2 separate regions of the Oryctolagus cuniculus genome follow, and region 1 is linked to region 2. Evidence: chromatin contacts called from public Hi-C data. All regions are on one chromosome and are shown on one strand. The core of a region is the stretch at or near the end of the contact, and the rest is flanking DNA. Distances in the headings are between cores, read along the strand shown. Region 1 holds the start of GCG (glucagon). Region 2 overlaps IFIH1 (interferon induced with helicase C domain 1).

Evidence for each region. A called contact is a pair of places that touch in the nucleus more often than the background predicts.
Region 1: a contact with region 2 is called in a Hi-C map of embryonic fibroblasts, with 4 times the contacts expected there. The contact joins the promoter of GCG here to the enhancer-like site in region 2. A contact is called at or near these places in 5 of 6 Hi-C or Micro-C datasets (ear pinna, embryonic fibroblasts, psoas muscle and 2 more).

What each region holds. Positions count from the first base shown.
Region 1 is chr3:79,547,162-79,552,538 of mOryCun1.1, forward strand. It overlaps GCG (glucagon), which reads left to right and starts at 2,062. Exons shown (of 6, transcript XM_008258669.4): 1 at 2,062-2,192.
Region 2 is chr3:79,384,016-79,389,346 of mOryCun1.1, forward strand. The region is part of intron 3 of IFIH1 (interferon induced with helicase C domain 1); the gene reads left to right. Among named protein-coding and RNA genes, the nearest start is that of IFIH1, 28 kb to the left of the region's middle. Within about 2 kb of position 2,541, at least 2 of the 8 cell types and tissues checked have an H3K27ac peak or open chromatin away from gene starts, as enhancers often do.

The DNA of each region.
Region 1 (5,377 bases), core at 812-3,311, 160 kb after region 2:
GTATGTGTCATCCACAGAGCTCACTTCTTAGGACTGCTCCACAAACAGGTTGTGTCCTAAGAGGGAGAGAAAGAAATGGAGACAAACAGAAACATGTCAAACAGACAAAAGGAAAAAAAATTGGAACTGAATCTGCCAAAACGGTGAGCAAAAATACACACAGATAATATGTTTATGAATATTGTAGCCAGAGGAGAGAACAATTTAATCGTACATTAACCAACACTCACTTTCAAGCCATGATTGTTATTTATACCTTATTGACTGCAAGAGGACCTAAGGCTTGACACTTTTCTCTGCTCTCTCACCCCCTCTGCTGGCAGTGCCAAGAAGCAATCCTCAGATCAAGACCCCAGCAAACAGGTAAGTGAGGTGATTGCTTCCTACAGATGAACTTCACAAACTTTAATATCTATATGAATTGCCTGGGGATCTCATTAACATGCAGACTATGATTCAATACTTCTGGGCTGCATTTCTAGAAAAGTCCCAGATGCTGGTCCTTGGACCACACTTTAGACAGCAAGTCTTTCATATCATCAATAGACAAAAAAGACCCTCAGTAAGGTCTCCCAAATTGACACCAAACTGATCTCCATGGCCTTTAAGTAGCCATATATCTAACAGTTGGTCTGATCCGCAAATCGAACCCTTAAGTGAATTTGGAATGTTTCTCCAGTTGCCTCTGTCATTTACTTTCACAAAAGTCACCAGGGATACCATGCAAAGGAATCTGGTTAGAAAATGTTGCGATGCTTTTACTTTTAGCTTGGAAGGGACCATTAACCATGCCCTTTAGCCTACAAATAAGGAGGCAAGGACACAGAGAAAGTATGTGACTCGACCAGGGTCACACAGTTTGCTGATAGTGGCAAGACTAAAATTTAATTATGCTGACATTAGTTCTCATGCTAGCTGTCCAGATTAGTTCACATTTTTCTATTTCTCCAAAGTGACGAAAATTGTATCCTATAAATCCTCTAGACCTGGGCCGGCGCCGTGGCTCACTAGGCTAATCCTCCGCCCTGCGGCGCCGGCACACTGGGTTCTAGTCCCAGTCGGGGCACCGGATTCTGTCCCGGTTGCCCCTCTTCCAGGCCAGCTCTCTGCTGTGGCCAGGGATTGCAGTGGAGGATGGCCCAAGTGCTTGGGCCTTGCACCCCATGGGAGACCAGGAGAAGCACCTGGCTCCTGCTATCCGATCAGCGCGGTGTGCCGGTGATGGTGGCCATTGGAGGGTGAACCAACAGCAAAGGGAGACCTTTCTCTCTGTCTCTCTCTCTCACTGTCCACTCTGCCTGTCAAAAAAAAAAAAAAAATCCTCTAGACCTGTATGGAAGGTCACAAAACTCAGGAAATATGACAGTATGCATCTCATCTTGACAATTTTCTCCACATCTCATTCTTTTGTAATTTAGTGCCTCATTCTCTTTATCAGGCAGGTCAGAATTCAAATACCCATAGGACTATTAACATTGCCTATCTTGGATGTTTAATACTCTTCTTGCTATATTCTTTCTAAGTTTGATTTATTACAATGGGCCACATTACATTTTAACTGACGTTCTTTAAAATTCCCCACAAAAACAATACAAATTAATTCCATACAATGGAGAGGATAGGATTTTTAATAAGTATGTGTAGAATTAATGATTTGCTATTTTAATAAATGGATGAATTAATAAATTATTAAACTCAATAAATCCATCATATCTAAGTATTAAAACTGAAAGACTCTCAAATGAGGCCATGCTAAAAATGGGGCTAGCTACAGACTACATAATATCAAGTTCTTTTTTCCTCAACATCAAAATTTACGTCAGATAATAAGTGAATTTCATGCCTGAATGAATTTCCAAACTGTCCTTTCCATTCCCAACAAAAACAAAAGGAAAAGGCACAAGAGTCAATAAAAAGTTTCCGGGTCTCTGATGTCCCACCCAATACGGGCAGAGAATGCAGATGAGCAAACTGAGTGGGCGAGTGAAATCATTTGTAACAAAGACCCATTATTTACAGTTGAGAAATTTATATTGTCAGCATAATATCTGTGGGCTAGGAGAGCTGGAGAGTATATAAAGCAGTGTGGTCTGCTGCAGAAGTGCAGAGTCCAGGGCACAGAGCACATCCAGTGTCCACAGAGGGCTTGCTCTCTCTCCACCTGCTCTGTTCCACACGCCAGTACTCAGAAGGTAAGACTGACATTGGATGATCGCAAAACTGTGAATCCTGTTTTGGAGACAGTTTAGTATGTTAAGGGAGCAAATACTATGAATTAAAGTGTTCTTTCATTGTGTACTTTATTATTAATAATAGATAGAACAGAATTGAGATGAAAAAGTATCAAATGTGTTTACATCTACTTGAACATACTGAAGCTGCAAATTGAGTCGGAGAAACAATTCAGCGCAATGATACAAAATAGAAAACAAAGATTGAAATGAAGGCACTTGTTATAAGGTTTAATTGTTATGAAAACTGAATTTGAAAATAAGTTGTAACATTTTGACAAATAAATATTTTTCCTTAGATTTGATAAATGTGTATAGTACTTTGAACAGAAGGCGCCTTCTAAATTCAGCAGAAATGCGTCCATTAGAAAGGCTGTAACAGAAATTGCTCTTTACCAATTAAAATATCTGGTTTTCCAAGAGTGGATTCAATATCTGTCTTTCAAAAATTCGAATTTCTGAGAGGTCTATCAAAAAAATCAAAGTCCATGAAATAAGCTCTTAATAAATAAGACATAGCGTATTTGGTGTGGAAAAAAGTACCATCTAGTTTTTGGGATTTCTTTGGATGGATCTGAGTAAAGCCATGTATTAATAATCATTTGATATATAGTGAGGACCAGTAATAATAAATAAAACCTAAAATCACTATAAACTGGAAAAAATTTTAGTACTTTTTTTAGAAAAAAAATTAGATGTTCTAAAGTATCTATGAGGATACTGCACAAAGTTCATGGAAAATGGAATTTACAGATAAATTTGTTTTGGTGCAAGAATAGTTTTGACATTTGTGAATACTTTGATAATACACATTTTCCACAAATGTTTTGAAGTACCCACATATTTAAGCTCTTAAAGAGCAAATTTGCAAAGATCCTCAATGGAGTAAGTGATTAAATGGTGTATTTTTCCATACATACTGAGGACCTGTTATGAAAAGAGTTGGCCAGTTTTAAAAGGAATTATGTGTTCTACAATGCCAATATACATAGGGATGTAATATAAATTTCTTTCCTAGGTCTGGGGTTAATCTTTATAAAAGATGCTCCTCGCAGAGATTACTACTGTTACTCTAGTTGCCTTTGAAAAATTTGAATAGAAATGGGGGGGAGTACACAATTTCAGACTCTCTCCTTAGGCTACAAAAGAAGAGTAAAAGTAACTGGAAAGTATTTTCTTATTGAATGATATTTTGATACTAAAATAACATAAATATTTTGCTTTCTTAGCAATAGAATTCAAGCAATGGGTTAACTCTATTTTTTTCACAATTCTATAGACTCAAAAACAAATACATGAGATGTTTAAGCCAGTTCATTCTTTCCATAGAACTCATTTGATTGGTTTTAAAGGACTTCAAGCATTCCCTTATTTATGGTTATTTATTAATGATCTATACATTCCCTTATTTATTTATGATTGTTTCATATTCCATCAGCACCCACAATGGTAGAGTAAAATCTGCTCTAAATATGCCTCTGTAGGGCATGATTGAAGATATTGCAAAATCTTTAGAGATTTTGAATGGAAGGAATTATTTAGGACTAAACTGACAGCTTTTAGTCTTTTACGAGAAACTTTCCAACAGTGGTACAATCCTAAAAAGAAGCGTTTGCTTTAATTTGCAAATAGTTCTGGAAACACAGATATTATAATTGAGATTTAGAATCAGAAAAACTTCCTAATACCCTGGTAAAGTTTCCCAAATTTCCCAGCTGGTAAAACAAGCATAGCAAAACACCAAATTGGTCATTTAATGTTAATGAAGGAAGAAGGGTGAATATATAATTCTTACTGTTTTTCTTTGTCTAATTGGCCACTTAATCTGCAGAGATTTAACATTTATTTTTTTTAAATGTTTTAAGATTTTATTTATTTATTTGAGAGAAGGAGTTACAGACAGGGAGAGAGGGAGAAACAGAGAGAAGGGTCTTCCATCTGCTGGTTCACTCCCAAAGTGGTCACAGTGGCCAATGGAAGCTGGGCCAATCCGAAGCCAGGAGCCAAGAGCTTCCACGGAGTGCAGAGGCCCAAGCACTTGGCCTATCTTCAACTATTTTCTCAGACCATAGCAGAGAGCTGGATCCAAAGAGGAGCAGCTGCAACAGGAACTGGCACCCATTTGCACTGGCTCCACAAAGGAGGCTTAGCCTACTACACCACAAAGCCGGCCCCCAAGATTTAATATTTCAAAGAATAAAGTTACTGCAGCAGGTATTACAGTCTCTGTTTTAGTGCCAGAGATGGATGGTAAATATGGCTAGGATGTTAAAGAAAAGATTGATAGTTTAAAATGATAATATTTGTAAAATGCTTATTCCAAACCAAATGTCTTTTGCTAAAAATACTCATTCAAATTATTTATGGATAAGCACAAACTTAAATTGAAATACCCACTTCTCAAAAGAAACATGGTTAGATTTCAAAGTAGCAGAGAAGTCCATACAAATCCAGGGCTTGAGGTATCCATTCAGAAAATAAAGGAGCTTGCTCTGTGGGGACATTCTACCTCATGCTCATGGTGGTTTCTGCCCCCCATTCATGCTGTATCATCACATATTGGCATCCTATGGCTTATGGGACATCTGGCTGTGGTAAGAGGGTAAGCAATCAGGTGTATCTTATGAGAAGCCCATGGTCTCACCAGCAGAGGATGACATGCCCTGGACTAAGGCCAACTCCAGAACAACGTGGGCAGTTCCAACACTTCAGAAGCAAGCACTCATTTTTTTATGATAGTCATCTCTTAGTTTCTTAGCTGTGATTGTTCAAGTTGCCAGAAACATTAGTTCTTGTTGCAAATTGCTTGTCTTTAAAATGATTTTTTCCCTTTAATTTAGAACAGGTCAAAGCACCCTAAAATACCTCAAATCTGTTGGCCGCTTTATAATTACAAAGTCTAGACCAAGTTACACTATTTAAAATATAAATGAATAATACATCTGAACCGACAGCTGGTATGCCAAGTTGTAGCCTGAGGCTGCTTTAAGATGGTTGAAATGCAGTATAATGTAAATGCTTGGAAGTGAAGGACTATTAATTGAGAGCCAGACTGATAGTGAAAGGGGTGGCATTATGGATAAGGTGCTGTTCAGGCTAACCATATGTAGCGTATCATTCCACAGTGGATATTTTAAATGTTTATC
Region 2 (5,331 bases), core at 1,291-3,790:
ACTGTTCCAATGTGGAAGATTATAATGTAACTGTAGAAATGTGGTGTGTGTGAATATTCAGTGCGCATGACTATGAATGCATGTGTATATTTTGATTTATATATTCATTCACGTGAAGATTTTAAAATTCCACCCCAGCTAATGAGCTTACCAACCTGCTTGTTTTCAGACTTTAATACCTTCTTTCTCATATTCCCCCATATGTTCAACTCCTTAGGTTTATCCGGTGACATTATGCTTTGGAATATATTGTGGATATATTTTGCATAGATCATGTTCTGTAGGAGGGGTTTAAAAATTGACCTTTATAAAACAGCCTCTTTCTCCCTGGCCCAATCTGTTATAGCACTTTTTTGTTGTTGTTGTTTTGTTTTGCTTTTTTTATAGATCAAAGTCCAATCATAGATTTGGCCTATACTAATTTCTGTAAAAATGTCACAAAATTTATATTTCCACTTGAGGACAAGAATAATTATTTATAGCATTAACCTGTAGAAATAAGAGATTTTTAGAATCTTTAGAAATAAATACCATGGCATTTCAGACTTAAATAGAAAGGATAATTGCCACATTAATGTACAATAATATAGTATCAGAATCCCTATCCTGCTTCAGGATTTAAGAGAGTTCTTTATTTCTGTATATTTCTGAATCTGGGTATCATTAATTATTGAGAACTAGCAGTATTACTGAGGCAATATAAAAGGCAGATATTAACCTGAGTTGACGGGGGAAAGAGAGAGGCAGAGAGAGGGAGGGACACAGAGAGAGATTGATGCTGATGATACTGGTGCTTGCTCAAAGATTTTATAAGTTTGTGTTTTATTTCAACTTACCGTGAACTATCTGTGTCAATTATAGGACTTACAATTGAGAAATATTTTCAGAAAGGCTGTGGTTCTTATCTTAGGAATGAGGATATACATATATTGGCAGAAAGAAATCTTCCTAGATTGCAGTTAATACATGCTGTATTTATTCTCATGATGTCCAATTATGGCTACACACTTAAAGCTTTTTAAACAAAGTTTTCACAAAAGCAATGATTTCCTTTTTAATTTGGACTGTAAGCCAGAATAACAGGCAGGAAGAGGATGGTCAGATTATGTTATTGAGGGAACTAAACACTGAGGCATTGGGTTTACCCTAAGGACATTTATACCCAGCTCACAAAAGCCAGTGACATACTCATAAGGAGAAACAGTAACCTACCCATAGCAAAAGAATCATGAGCCCTACATGGTAAGGGGTGAGAAGGTTTGTGAAAGAAGGGAGGGCCGGCGCCATGGCTCAATAGGCTAATCCTCTACCTAGCGGCGCCGGCACACGGGGTTCTAGTCCTGGTTGGGGCGCCGGATTCTGTCCCGGTTGCCCCTCTTCCAGGCCAGCTCATGCTGTGGCCAGGGAGTGCAGTGGAGGATGGCCCAAGTGCTTGGGCCCTGCACCCCATGGGAGTGCCAGGAGAAGTACCTGGCTCCTGGCTTCAGATCAGCGCGGTGCGCCGGCCGCAGCGTGCCAGCCTTGGCAGCCAGTGGAGGGTGAACCAATGGCAAAGGAAGACCTTTCTCTCTGTCTCTCTCTTTCTCACTGTCCACTCTGCCTGTCAAAAAAAAAAAAAAAAAAAAAAGGAGATTAATCTTAGAAAACTTCTTAGGGGAGAAATACAATGTATTTTCTCTGAGCCTTGAAGGTCTTTTGTGGGATTTTCTAAGTCCATGTGGCAGGAAACATTTTCAGTTGCAGAACCGTCATGAGTAAATGCATTGAAAAGATAGGGGAGCAGTTTGAGAGGGGAGCACTTGCGAAGGGTGATGAGAGAGAAGCTCTCTAAACTCAATGGGAGTCCATGGGTTTCTCTGTCGTTTTTCCACTGCTTTTCCCATGGCACACACACACACAAATACAAGTTCACCACTCACTGGTGATCATGAAATACCAGCACAGAGCATGCGTGATCATCTCAGACGATGTTTCTAGCAAAGTTCTTAATTAGAGGAGAATTCTGACAGGACACTGATCGCGTGAAACTGGCCGTGGTGGGAATATCTACACCACAGAAATAGACACTCTTCAGTCATGGCTTTTCTCCTTCACGTAGATGAACCCCCATGAACATCCCTCTTCCTGTCCTTTCTTCTTGTCTGCTTATTCCTGTTGCCTTTCTCAGCAGGTGTCTATAAGATTTCCAAATTGCCTTCCACCTTGCCATCCCTACACTTTGTTATTCCCAAGACTGACTTCTCGCGTGGGTATCCAGCTCATCGTTCATGATTGATTGGACTCTAGGGCATGCTGCTCCATGACTGACTGGCAGTAAATGGATAGGTCATACGGAGGGGCGCTGCTTATTAACAATCCTGCTGCATTAGGACTCAAGTCCGAAGGCTAAAGGGGATGGATGACACAGCTGATGCTATCTTTAAATGCAATTCAAATTTAATTCTGATTGAAGCATTTCAGCAGTAGAAATGCTATAAACAGGAGCAGAGGAGCGCCTTGGATAGCCATGTGGGCCTGTGGCTCTAGGAGTCTGATTTTTCTCTTTGGGGAACTCATTTCCTAGAAGCTTGGATCCAGGAGAGAATATGCAAGGTGGGTGGAGGTGGCTTCTCTCCATTCTGCAGGAACACATGTTCCTTGGCACAGAGAACAGAATCTGACAGACCAAAATGTGAGCGAGTGTATGTGTAGAGTGATATACATAGAGCTGAAGATAAAAGTGATCTATTTCCTCTCAAGAAGGATTGAGAATAAGTTATTTCAAAAGAAAAGGAAACACTTATTAGTAGTATGAACGCGAGCACACAGAAGAAGTCCACACAGTCGTTGTGCACACGTGATATGAGCTTTCGGGGAGATCTTTGTTTGATGTTTCGGGTTGAAACTGGAGGGAAGTGGGGGAGGGCTAAGGAGGTGAGGCTAAATGCCGAGCAAGATCCGAAGTCGCATAAACGTAACGTTAGCATGGGCAGTGGAATTCGACCATCTCAAGTCTTCCTGAGAGAGCCAAGCTGTTGGTGCTCTTCTTGTTCAGCACACACAAAGGCCCTTTCCTTTTCCTTATTTCCTGCTGGAACACAAAACACTTGTCAGCAAAGAGAACCTGTGACAGACTGAGGCAAGGGGAAAGGAAGTGGAGTGGTTTTGGGGCTCAAAGTAGGAGAGACGTCACCCTCACCTGGTAGGAATAGAAGCACAGTTTGTATTTTACCTAATAAAGCTTAGCTCTGAGTAAACAATGTAGTTGTCCACTACTTGTGAAAATAACATTTTCCAGTAGAGGGCAGACTTTACATTAAAATAGATCTGAAAGGCCTGCAACTAAGGTTTTTTTTTTAATTTGAAAAATTGTTTAAATTTCAGTATTTTTGGTTTCTAAATGATATAAAAATAAATTCAAAGTATTTAAGGTCTAGGGTATGTTAAATATGAAATTTCTTGGATCCTAGTTCATATTTCTGCCATATTAGCAAAATATTCAATCTGTGATTACAGAATGAGGCCGTTTTTTTCCCATGGCTTATGGACTGGTCGTAGACACTCAGAGTTGTTGTAAGCAAAGCTGTTCTTTTTTGTGTTGTTTACAAAGCTATCACAGAAAATTCCATCTTTTAACTGGATGGGTATAATTTTCTTTCACGCCAATAGTGTTTGATATGAATAACCACTTTTCTTTAACAAGGATTAGCATCATTTTCTAATTTGTTTTATAGCTAGCTTTAATATTTTCCCTAGGGGAAATGGCACCTTATATAAAAGTTAACTAACCTATTACACAACGTAATTCTGATATGCAAAGCCCTTTATGCAGCAGCTATATGGAATTTAATGTTTGTTTCTTTTCAAGATTCTTTTCTTTTCTCTAACAAAATCATCCTTAAGTAAATTAGAAACTAGAACTACAGTTTACATTTTATTTTTAAAGGTTTGGTCATTTGTTCACAGTGGCTGAGTTCCAATCCAGAGACCAATCCTTTAGAGTCCACACTGTTTTTTATGGCAGCACCCTGCTCCATTGATTTTGTTTTATATTTTCTACTCTAATATCACACATGCATAATCTGATTTATATGACAAGTCCAGAGTGACGTACTTTGAGAAGTACAAAGAACAAAATAAGATAATCCTAAATAAATCAATTGTAGAAATTTTTTCACATGTAAACTATATAGGTTGGTTTATTTTCTGGTGTCACATAAGCACTTTCTTGAACTTGCTTTTTAGGGTGTATGACTATAATATGATTTTTTTTTAAAGTGCATATAGAAAGAAAACCTTTAGGGAAGGCATTCTTGGTGTTATGGGAAATACACTATATTTTATTTTATTATTAAATTTATTTCCTTCAGTACTTCCATTCCCATGAAAGCAAATATATATATATATATTTATATTTATATAAATTCGTAAGAATTTGCTGCCTTGGAAACAAAATTATTTTTATGTGAAGAAACTGGAGACTTATAGTCTCTTAAAATGACAGATAAATCAGCTCTTGATAACCACTTTCATTTTCATAATACTCCCCATCAGAATTATTCACACTAACTTTGTGCAATACGGACAGAGTAGTTTGTTTTAACTTGGATGCAAAGCAGGTTTAAAAATGAGTGTGAATGCTTAAAGGTAAAAATGAACGTCTGTCAATGAAATCAGCAATATTAACAAAGTACAAATCATCTCACTAAATTTTTTTTGGAAAGACAAGCTCTGTTTTCACATTGGTAGAAAATTTGATATTGCAATAAAAATGTCTATTGCTGTTAACAACAAAAGAAATCCTTTGTTCTCAATTAACACTGTCGGTACGGTATTGTTTCCTTGTTCACAAAGCTTCCCAGAAATCATGAGATGCACTTGAGGTTGGAAAAAAAGCACTCTAACCCTAGACTTAAGATTCAGAAAATGAGAACTCTGACCCATTCTAGCTGTGTGATCTGGAGAAGTCATTTAACCTCTCTGAGCCTTGATTTCCCACCTATAAAATCGAAGTGATAATGGGTGTCCACCATAGAGGATGCAGACAGCTTAAAGTGCAATTTTCATTCTCTCTGGGATAGCTCTGAACTCAGTGTCCTTCTGACACACTGCAGATCTGGGAAGTTAAAATAATCCAGGTAATGAGTTTATATAATACCTATTTTTATTGTAATTTTCTATAGAATTAATAAGCTGTTTGTGCACATTGCATAAATAGCTCCCCTCTCCATGAAACTTGTCTAAGTCAAAACAAAGCAAGGGGGGAATCTTGGTTTTACATTTATAAGAAGAGGGCTTAAGTTTCTGATGTAACTGCTAGTGACCAGAAACTGAAGTACAAATCATCTCCAT